2 separate regions of the Mus musculus genome follow, and region 2 is linked to region 1. The links are chromatin contacts, called in public HiChIP or PLAC-seq maps. All regions are on one chromosome and are shown on one strand. The core of a region is the stretch at or near the end of the contact, and the rest is flanking DNA. Distances in the headings are between cores, read along the strand shown. Region 1 holds the start of Trpv3 (transient receptor potential cation channel, subfamily V, member 3). Region 2 holds the start of Aspa (aspartoacylase).

Region 1 (3,972 bases), core at 803-3,302:
TATACCCCTCCAAGAGAGAGCTCACTCCCTATTTTCCAGGCTGCCAGCCTTTCTTGGGAACAGGCAAACTGTTCCTACAGTTTCCATAGTCCCAGCTTCCAAAGCACCAGGAGAGCCCAGCATAGCACCCAGAAAAGGACCACCCTGCCTCTAACTGCCCATCACCATCTCCTGCCATATTACTCTCTAGACAGACTTCTAAGACTTAACTTTGCTTTCTCAATGTCCTACTTAAGACTTTGTATTCAGATCTATTTGTCAAGGTCACAGAACCTTTAACTTTAACACTTAACAGGACATCAATGTCACCTCCTTTGCTCTAGATGCTGCTCTGAATAACACAGCTGGAGGTTTTGGATTTCTCAGCATCTGCTGGTAGTCTCTGCAGCTCACTCACTTCCCTTCTCTTGCTCTTCCCCGACAAGCTAATTACAGCCAAACCATGGCACCCTGGTAGACACCCTCTTACCTAGAAGACATAGAATCCCTTACTCTAGGATATAGACCAACCCTTCAGTTCAAACGTGCTTTACTAATGGTCAGTATGGGCTGAGTTAGAAAAAAGTACTGATAAACCTTCCAAAGAGACTAGGAAATGGATCTCGAAGGATGGTTTACAGACTGGGATGCAGCAGAAATGCCATCTGGGTTGGGGGCACAGCCTGCACAATGACCAGGGCTCAAAGCAATTCAATGAGGGTAAAGCGGGTGGAGCTGGAGACCCTGTATGCGTTCATGGAGAGCCCTGGCAGCGAAGGGCTTGGCAGCAGGCTGAGCCACACTGTGAAGCCCTCGAGCAGAACTTGGAAGCTGAGACTGATGTCAGGGAAGCAGGGAGCAGGGAAAGGTTCTGGGTTACATAGGCAACAGAGCCTGAAGGAGAACAGGCCATGGGGACAAGAGAGACCGGTGACCTGGGGGAAGCTGTTATGAAGAGCATGGTGAGGGGGAAGAGGCTGCTAACCTTGAAGGATAGACATAGAAAGGCAGTGTGGACAAGAAGAGGTAATTCTGAAGTCAGGGGACCAACCTTAATGCAAGCCACCTCAGATAGCTTACTTAGCTATAGAAGTAACTTTTCAGCCCCTGCCTACATCTATCGCAGCCAAAGCCAGATAGGTATTTATGTTTCCTCTACCCAAAGCAATCAGTGGACCTGTGGGGCTAAAAAGACTTTGCTGAGTCAAGAGCAGAAGTAGACAGAGGTGTTCCTCATCCTCCCTCATCCTCTGGTTTCTCTCCTGAGAAATAGCTTGAGTGGTCGGTCCCCTGACACCAGTTGCTCCATCTTTCTTGTGCTAGGGCCATGAGTGTGGGCTACTCTGAACAGCTCGGGTGAGCGGGGGTCAGAGCAGTCTGGACTCAGGCTCCAGCAGCTATAATTAACTCCTGAGTCACCCTATATGCTTTGCTTTGCATCCTCACCTGCTGGACTCTCTCCCTGCCCTGCGATCCAGCTCCTTCACCCGAGAAATACCATGTCACACCTGCCAAGGCTCTGACACTGATTGAAGCAGCCTGTCCTAGGGACGCAGACCAGGCAGGGGCCAGAAGGAGACCTCCATAGCTGCTATCTCAATAACCCGTGAGTGCCTGGGCGTGGTCACTCTTCAGCGCTGGGATAGCTGCTCCCGTCTTAAACACCCATCACACTCCAGCCATGGAGATTCACATCCACCCCTAAGCTAGCTGAAAGAGACGGGAGCTTTCTCTTCCTGAGATTCCCAGAAAGTTCCTGGGCCTGTCAGAACCTGCATTATCTCCTCTGCCTGTTGTTAAAAGGAACCCCAGCTCTCCCCACACCTTCCTAGGACCCATGGGCAAAGGGCAGACATGGTCCAGAGGATTCCAGGCCCGCACTCTAGTCTTTCTGGGGAACACTAGCTTTCTCTGGGTGACAAGGATTTACCTGGCAGGTTCCAGATGGTGGTGGCAGTCCTTGCCTTGAGATCACCGCATGTCTGGGGCCCAAAACCCACCGTCGGGAAGGTGGCTGAGGTGGCCAGAGGCTCTCATCGTAGGCACAGAGATAGCTGACAGCTGGAATGAGGCATCAGAGGCAAAACTGGCTGGGCCACCTGCCCTCGGCATCAGGCAGGCCACACCCACCACCCACGTGTCCTGCGTGAGTCACCTCCACACCCACAGAACAGCCTCACCCCATAGGAGAAAAGGCAGGAAAGGTGCTTGTTGTGGCACAAAGCTATAGTCCCAGCCCTTCCCTCATACATTTGATCCTCAGAGGGTATTAATAGCATCAGTCTCCTCACTTGGGAAATGGGACCCATTACAGGGAACTTACTGATCAAGGCTGTCATGGAGAGACAAGATGGAGGTATAGAAGCTACATACGTAATCAAGACTACAACCAAAGGCTATCCTGGTGGCCAGTTGTAAGACTTGACCTCCATCTTTCAAAAATAGTTCTTGGGACCAAATCCCTCAGAAACAGAGGAAGTCCAATGTTTCCCAACAGATAACATGTATCATGGGTATTTGTGTGTGACAACCTCGCCACTTCCTGCCTCTGTGATCTTTGGCAAGTCATTTGTCCCAAGCCTGGGTTTCCTCACCTGTCAATCATACGAACCTGTATTGGAAGGTAGAGCATAAATGAGGGTGCAACTGAGGAGAGATAGAACAAGGCCTAGAGTGAATTCATTAACCTGTGACAAGCAGGTGTTACTGTCACAATATTTATTCACCCAGCAATAGTTTGTGCCACTGTTCTTCAAGGCCAGAGCACTACAGGAAAACTCTGTGCCCTCCCTACATGCCCAAATGGCTTCTGGGAAAGGGGTGGAGCATAACTTGACTCAGGAACTGCACATCTTCCGCAGGGAAGTTGTGTAGGCAAGGCACAACAGGTTTAGAATGGAAGTCCCTGCTCCGAGACAGTGCTGTTGGCTGATGCAGCAGGGACTTTCCCGACTGTTCCCAGGAGGCGGGATCCCAGATCCCTGATCACTACAACCTGCTAGGCCTGGGGAGGAGGAATGAGGCAGGGTCTAGCCCATGAGAGAGAAAGGCCTGTGCCAGGCCAGGGCAGAGTAGCTTCAGGTGTGGCTTCGGGAGGGCACACACCTGCAACTTGATCCATGGAAACCTGCAGTTGTGCTCATGATTCCTCGTCACTGTTCCAGAAACACCACCATCAAAGCCCTACCTTCAATTAAATGTGGCCTCTCTCTTCCTCACCTGCCCGGGCCTGACTCAGCCTTGGCCCAGGTTTGCTTCTGGTGTCTCAACATCCTGGATATGAGGCTATTCCCTTCTGATGTCTCAGCATCCTGGGCATGAGGCTATTCCCGGCTCTCTGTTGAAACTTTCCTTGCTTTCACACTTTTCTTTGGAGACTAACTTAAAAGCTCCTTGATCTCTCTCATCCAAAAGCATTCTCTATAACATCAGGGACTAGGGGAAGCCCCTCTACTCTAAGGGTTACCTCATGGAAACCCAGTGTAACACCAAACACTGGTCCACGATTCAGTGTCATGGAATCCAGCCATCGTGAGACACGATACATAGGAGGCCACTGCAAGACAGCAGTGAACCTGAGAGTGTTATCTCTGCCTTCAAAGCTTATGGACCAACCAGAAGACCAGCTCCAGCAGGGATCATTCCATCACAGGTGACAAGGGCCAACTGAGGTGAAAGGGACTCATCTAAAGGGAAAAATGGAGATTCAAATCAGAGGGAGCATGTGGGCTAGAAGTGGAAGAAAGAAAGCTTCATCAGCAGTGTCAAGACACCTAAGACCCCAGCTCGTTTCAAGGCCTAGGGTAATGTGTGAACTCAACAAAGTGATCAGACATGGGGCTCAGATGCAGTCCACTGAGTGACCCCAGGCTGCTGGCTCAACCCTGACCTCTTAGTGACCCAGAGTTGGGCTGGCCACTGGCCAGTCAGTGACTGTCACCACTATAATCTAACAGGGGACTGACCCGGCTGAACCGGTGGTACACGCTGAAG
Region 2 (3,972 bases), core at 998-3,497, 57 kb before region 1:
TGGTATAAGAGCGTGACCGCCTCTGTTGCCCCAGTTCTAAGCAAAAGCTTTCGTTTTCAAGTAAAGCTTCCTGCAGGAGACAAACTGTACACAGTAACAAGGTACGTATGCGAGCTGCGGCTGGTCATTAACTTCCCAGGGAGTTACTCACGTGGACTCATCGCAGAAACTTGAGAAATGTGGAAGTGTACTTCAAAATGCTGACCTGTTAAAATTCCATAAAACAAGCCTCAAAGTTCGAGTCATTGGTGCCTGCCATGAGTAAACTACTGAAGCAGCGTTTCCAGAGAGACTAGGGCAAAGGACAGAGCAAACCACAGGTCAGCAGGAAAGGAACAAAATACGTAGGGCAGGGTGGTAATAATTCACCAGAGTTCAGTAAAACCACGAGAGCAAGAGAACTGTCCTCTCTCTTCATTTGCCTGTTTTCATCATTGTGAAGTGTTCAGTGCATGCTGAGGCAGAAAGAAAACCAAAGACTACAGGGACTTTGTCTTAGATTACAGCAGTAATTTCGAAGTGTAAGCATATTTGACTTTGTTTTATTTATACATTATAATCTTTTTAAAAACAAAAGGGATTGAGGCACTGGCTTATTAAATACTATGAAACATTTTGAATTTTTCACCATGTATTTGCTTTGTGTGTCTTGTGATTCTACATTGTGCTGGCTGTTTATGTGAGCTCTGAAAGAGCAAAATTAGAAGTTCAGAGGAATCCAAAAATAACAGAGTCACCCTGTTGTCCTGTAGTGAACACTGGCCTTAATGAGAAACATGGCTCCTGGGCCTAGCTTTCTTTTATGTAACTGTGGAAACTTAATCGGGCTGAGTGCTTCCTTCCTTTATCCTTGGCAATAAATGTCTGCCCTTTATAAATCATAAAGTGAATTTATAAATAGAGTAAGCAGACATCTGTGGGGAAAAATTACATATAAGCCTACCCTTATGATAAATGATTGCTTTATTGTGTCCTTAGGAAACAACTTAGTATGGTTTCATGTGGTGTGTGTGTGTGTGTGTGTGTGTGTGTGTGTGTGTGTGTGTGTGTGAAAATATATAATATTTCCTGTACTTTAACATTCTTGGCTTTCTGAGTGATTGAGCTTGAAATCAAGTAAGATTTGGTTCAGAGTCATTTCTCCAACGCTATGTAATCACCTTATCCTGGATTAGTTCCCCTAGTAAGACCCCCCACTTTAGGACAACACATTCCAGAAGAAAGTCTTTGATGCCAGTAAATGAGATCATGTCTGTATACCTCATACAATGTGGTTAAAATATATGTAATATATATGTAATATATGCTTCTATGTCGTTTTTGTATATATTATGTTGCAAAATATTTTCAGGTATTTAAGAGATTTGAATATTACTGGCAGCTGCTTTTCATTTGGTATTTAGACAACTTAAAAAAAAAAGACATCATAGAATTACCAAAAGCCTCATGAGACAAAAGTTAAAGATGTTTCAAAGTCACTTTTTAAAAATATTTTTTTAGCCGGGCATGGTGGCACATGCCTTTAATCCTAGCACTTGGGAGGCAAAGACAGGTGAATTTCTGAGTTCGAGGCCAGCCTGGTCTACAAAGTGAGTGCCAGGACAGCCAGGGCTATACAGAGAAACCCTGTCTCAAAAAAAAAAAAATAATAATAATAATAATTTTTATTTCATTCATTATTTGCGTGTAAGAGACAGAAGAGAAAGAGAGAGAACAGGTGCACATATGTGGCAGTCAGAGGACAACTTTCAGAAGTTGGTTCTCTCCTCAGGATTGAACTCAGCAACATTTTTGCCTGCTGCGTTTCTGCCATGCTCTATGTCACCCACCCTATCATGACTGGGCTCTTGTGCCTCTGCTGTGGACAGCTATGCTCAAAGAAAGGAGCTGTGCTGTTCAAGAGGAGGTCAGAGACATCAATGCCTTCAGATCAGCAAAAGTGCTTACTTTGGAAATGTTTTAAATGTCAGTGGGAACAAAAACACTGAATAAACCATATTGTTATATTTGGGAGGATTGGGCTTAATGTGGTATTATTTTATAAATAATCATTCTGAACAGAAGACAGGATTTTTATAGCAGGGGATGCTAGCACAATTGTACTTCGATCTGCTGACCATCTGAGTTAGAAGTTAACAGCTGCATCACGATCCTTGATCCTTGCATATTTTAATCCAAATATGGTCAAGGGAGGGGTTACAGAAGGGAGTGTCCATAGAATAAACAGGCTGGGAAGTTGTGACAGAAACAGTTGTGAAGTCAGTTCTCAAGAGAGCTCTGTATTTTGCACTTCTCAATTAGATCTAAACTTGGAAACTTTTCTCAGAAGTTAACTGTCCTTTGACCTCTTCTCTTCTGAATTGCAGAAATCAGACAGGATCTTGGTATTTGTTAAAATGACCTCTTGTGTTGCTAAAGAACCTATTAAGAAGATTGCCATCTTTGGAGGGACTCATGGAAATGAACTGACCGGAGTGTTTCTAGTTACTCACTGGCTAAGGAATGGCACTGAAGTTCACAGAGCAGGGCTGGACGTGAAGCCATTCATTACCAATCCAAGGGCGGTGGAGAAGTGCACCAGATACATTGACTGTGACCTGAATCGTGTTTTTGACCTTGAAAATCTTAGGTAAGACTGTTCTCTAGTCTCTGAGGGTATATATAGGTGAGAAGTGTTAGTCATTGGGAAAGAGAACGTGTAAATGCTCCTAGTAAGTAGTCAGATCCACACATAGAACATCTGTGGTGAATAAGATCACTTTCACTTTTAATCATGCTGCTTTACAAATTATGCAACTACACAAACTGGGCACTCACGCGCTCTAATCTTCTTTTTGCTCTATGCCATCCAGTATACAGCAAAAAATAAGAAATATATGTAGTTTTGACTCATCTGACTTGAAAGACACAAATATAATAATCCTCTATGTAAATTTGTGTTGAGCAACATGTAAAAATAAAAATCTAAATTCTCAAAAAAATAATAATAAATGACTGTTTGGTCGTTATACCGGTAAACATACTGTTGTGTGGGAAACTCACCACCATGCTTTCTTGTAGGTTTGTCTTCCTCACTATGTCCAGTGAGGAAATTATGACATTTTGATTAGTACTTTTTGAATGAAAGGGTGAGTAAGCACCAGGAATATGCCTTCTTCATTGCAGATATGATTTCCAGGCAGTAAAGACTCTGGTACAAACTAATAAAAAATAGCTAGATAATAGAAATATATGGACTTATGGTTTGGGCTTTTTTTTTTTTTTTTGGTTTTTGGTGTTTGTTTGTTTTTTGGTTTTTTCTAGAGGGTTTCTCTGTGTAGCCCTGGCTGTCCTGGAACTCACTCTGTAGATCAGGCTGGCCTTGAACTGTACTTATGTTTTAAAAATATGGTTGAGAGACTCAGTAGAGAAGTTGTTCTAAACCATTATCGTGTATAGAACAACCTAGAGGTTCTTCTGTTCCTTAGCCACACTGACAGGCTGGATGAGGTACTGAACACAGACACATGCATCAGGGACAGGCAGTATTGTACACAGACAGACACAGCAGTGGGGATAGGCAGAGGAAAGGAGAAGAAACGGGTGAAATAATAAAAACCATGAGTAAATAATAATAATAATAAAACCCTTTGTAAATTCTTGTATCTATAAGATTTTGTCCAGACAGCCCCCAGCCTGCAATTCTAGCTGCTTGGGAAGCTGAGGCAGGAGGCAATCCTCCATCCTTGGCTGCAGAATAAATTCAAAGCTAGCCCACTTGAGAGTATTGTATTGTGATGTCAACACTTGTTCCAGAAAAATGCATGTAAGTATGTTTGTGTAAGTTTGTGGTTTGTCATTTGTAAACTGTGTCCCTGATCCAGTAGTCATTCCCAGTCTTCGATGTAAAATACCCAATGAAGACATGAGCACCAGGGTTTGACTCCCTCCTTTCACTAGCACCATAGTGCTGGGGATGGTACAATTAATAAG

Evidence for each region. HiChIP or PLAC-seq counts read pairs in DNA pulled down with a chosen protein or histone mark.
Region 2: a contact with region 1 is called in an H3K27ac HiChIP or PLAC-seq map of embryonic stem cells, with 17 read pairs. The contact joins the promoter of Aspa here to the promoter of Trpv3 in region 1. A contact is called at or near these places in 4 of 39 promoter capture datasets (3T3-L1-derived adipocytes, embryonic stem cells and macrophages), 2 of 484 Hi-C or Micro-C datasets (extraembryonic endoderm stem cells and nephron progenitors), 2 of 115 datasets of contacts at active chromatin or transcription factors (embryonic stem cells and extraembryonic endoderm stem cells) and 3 of 9 other capture datasets (adipose tissue, liver and pancreatic islet).

The regions. Positions count from the first base shown.
Region 1 is chr11:73,265,600-73,269,571 of GRCm38.p6, reverse strand. It overlaps Trpv3 (transient receptor potential cation channel, subfamily V, member 3), which reads right to left and starts at 2,052. Exons shown (of 18, transcript NM_145099.3): 1 at 1,910-2,052.
Region 2 is chr11:73,322,912-73,326,883 of GRCm38.p6, reverse strand. It overlaps Aspa (aspartoacylase), which reads left to right and starts at 2,247. Exons shown (of 6, transcript NM_023113.5): 1 at 2,247-2,629. The coding sequence starts at 2,397. It also overlaps a transcript of Spata22 not described here.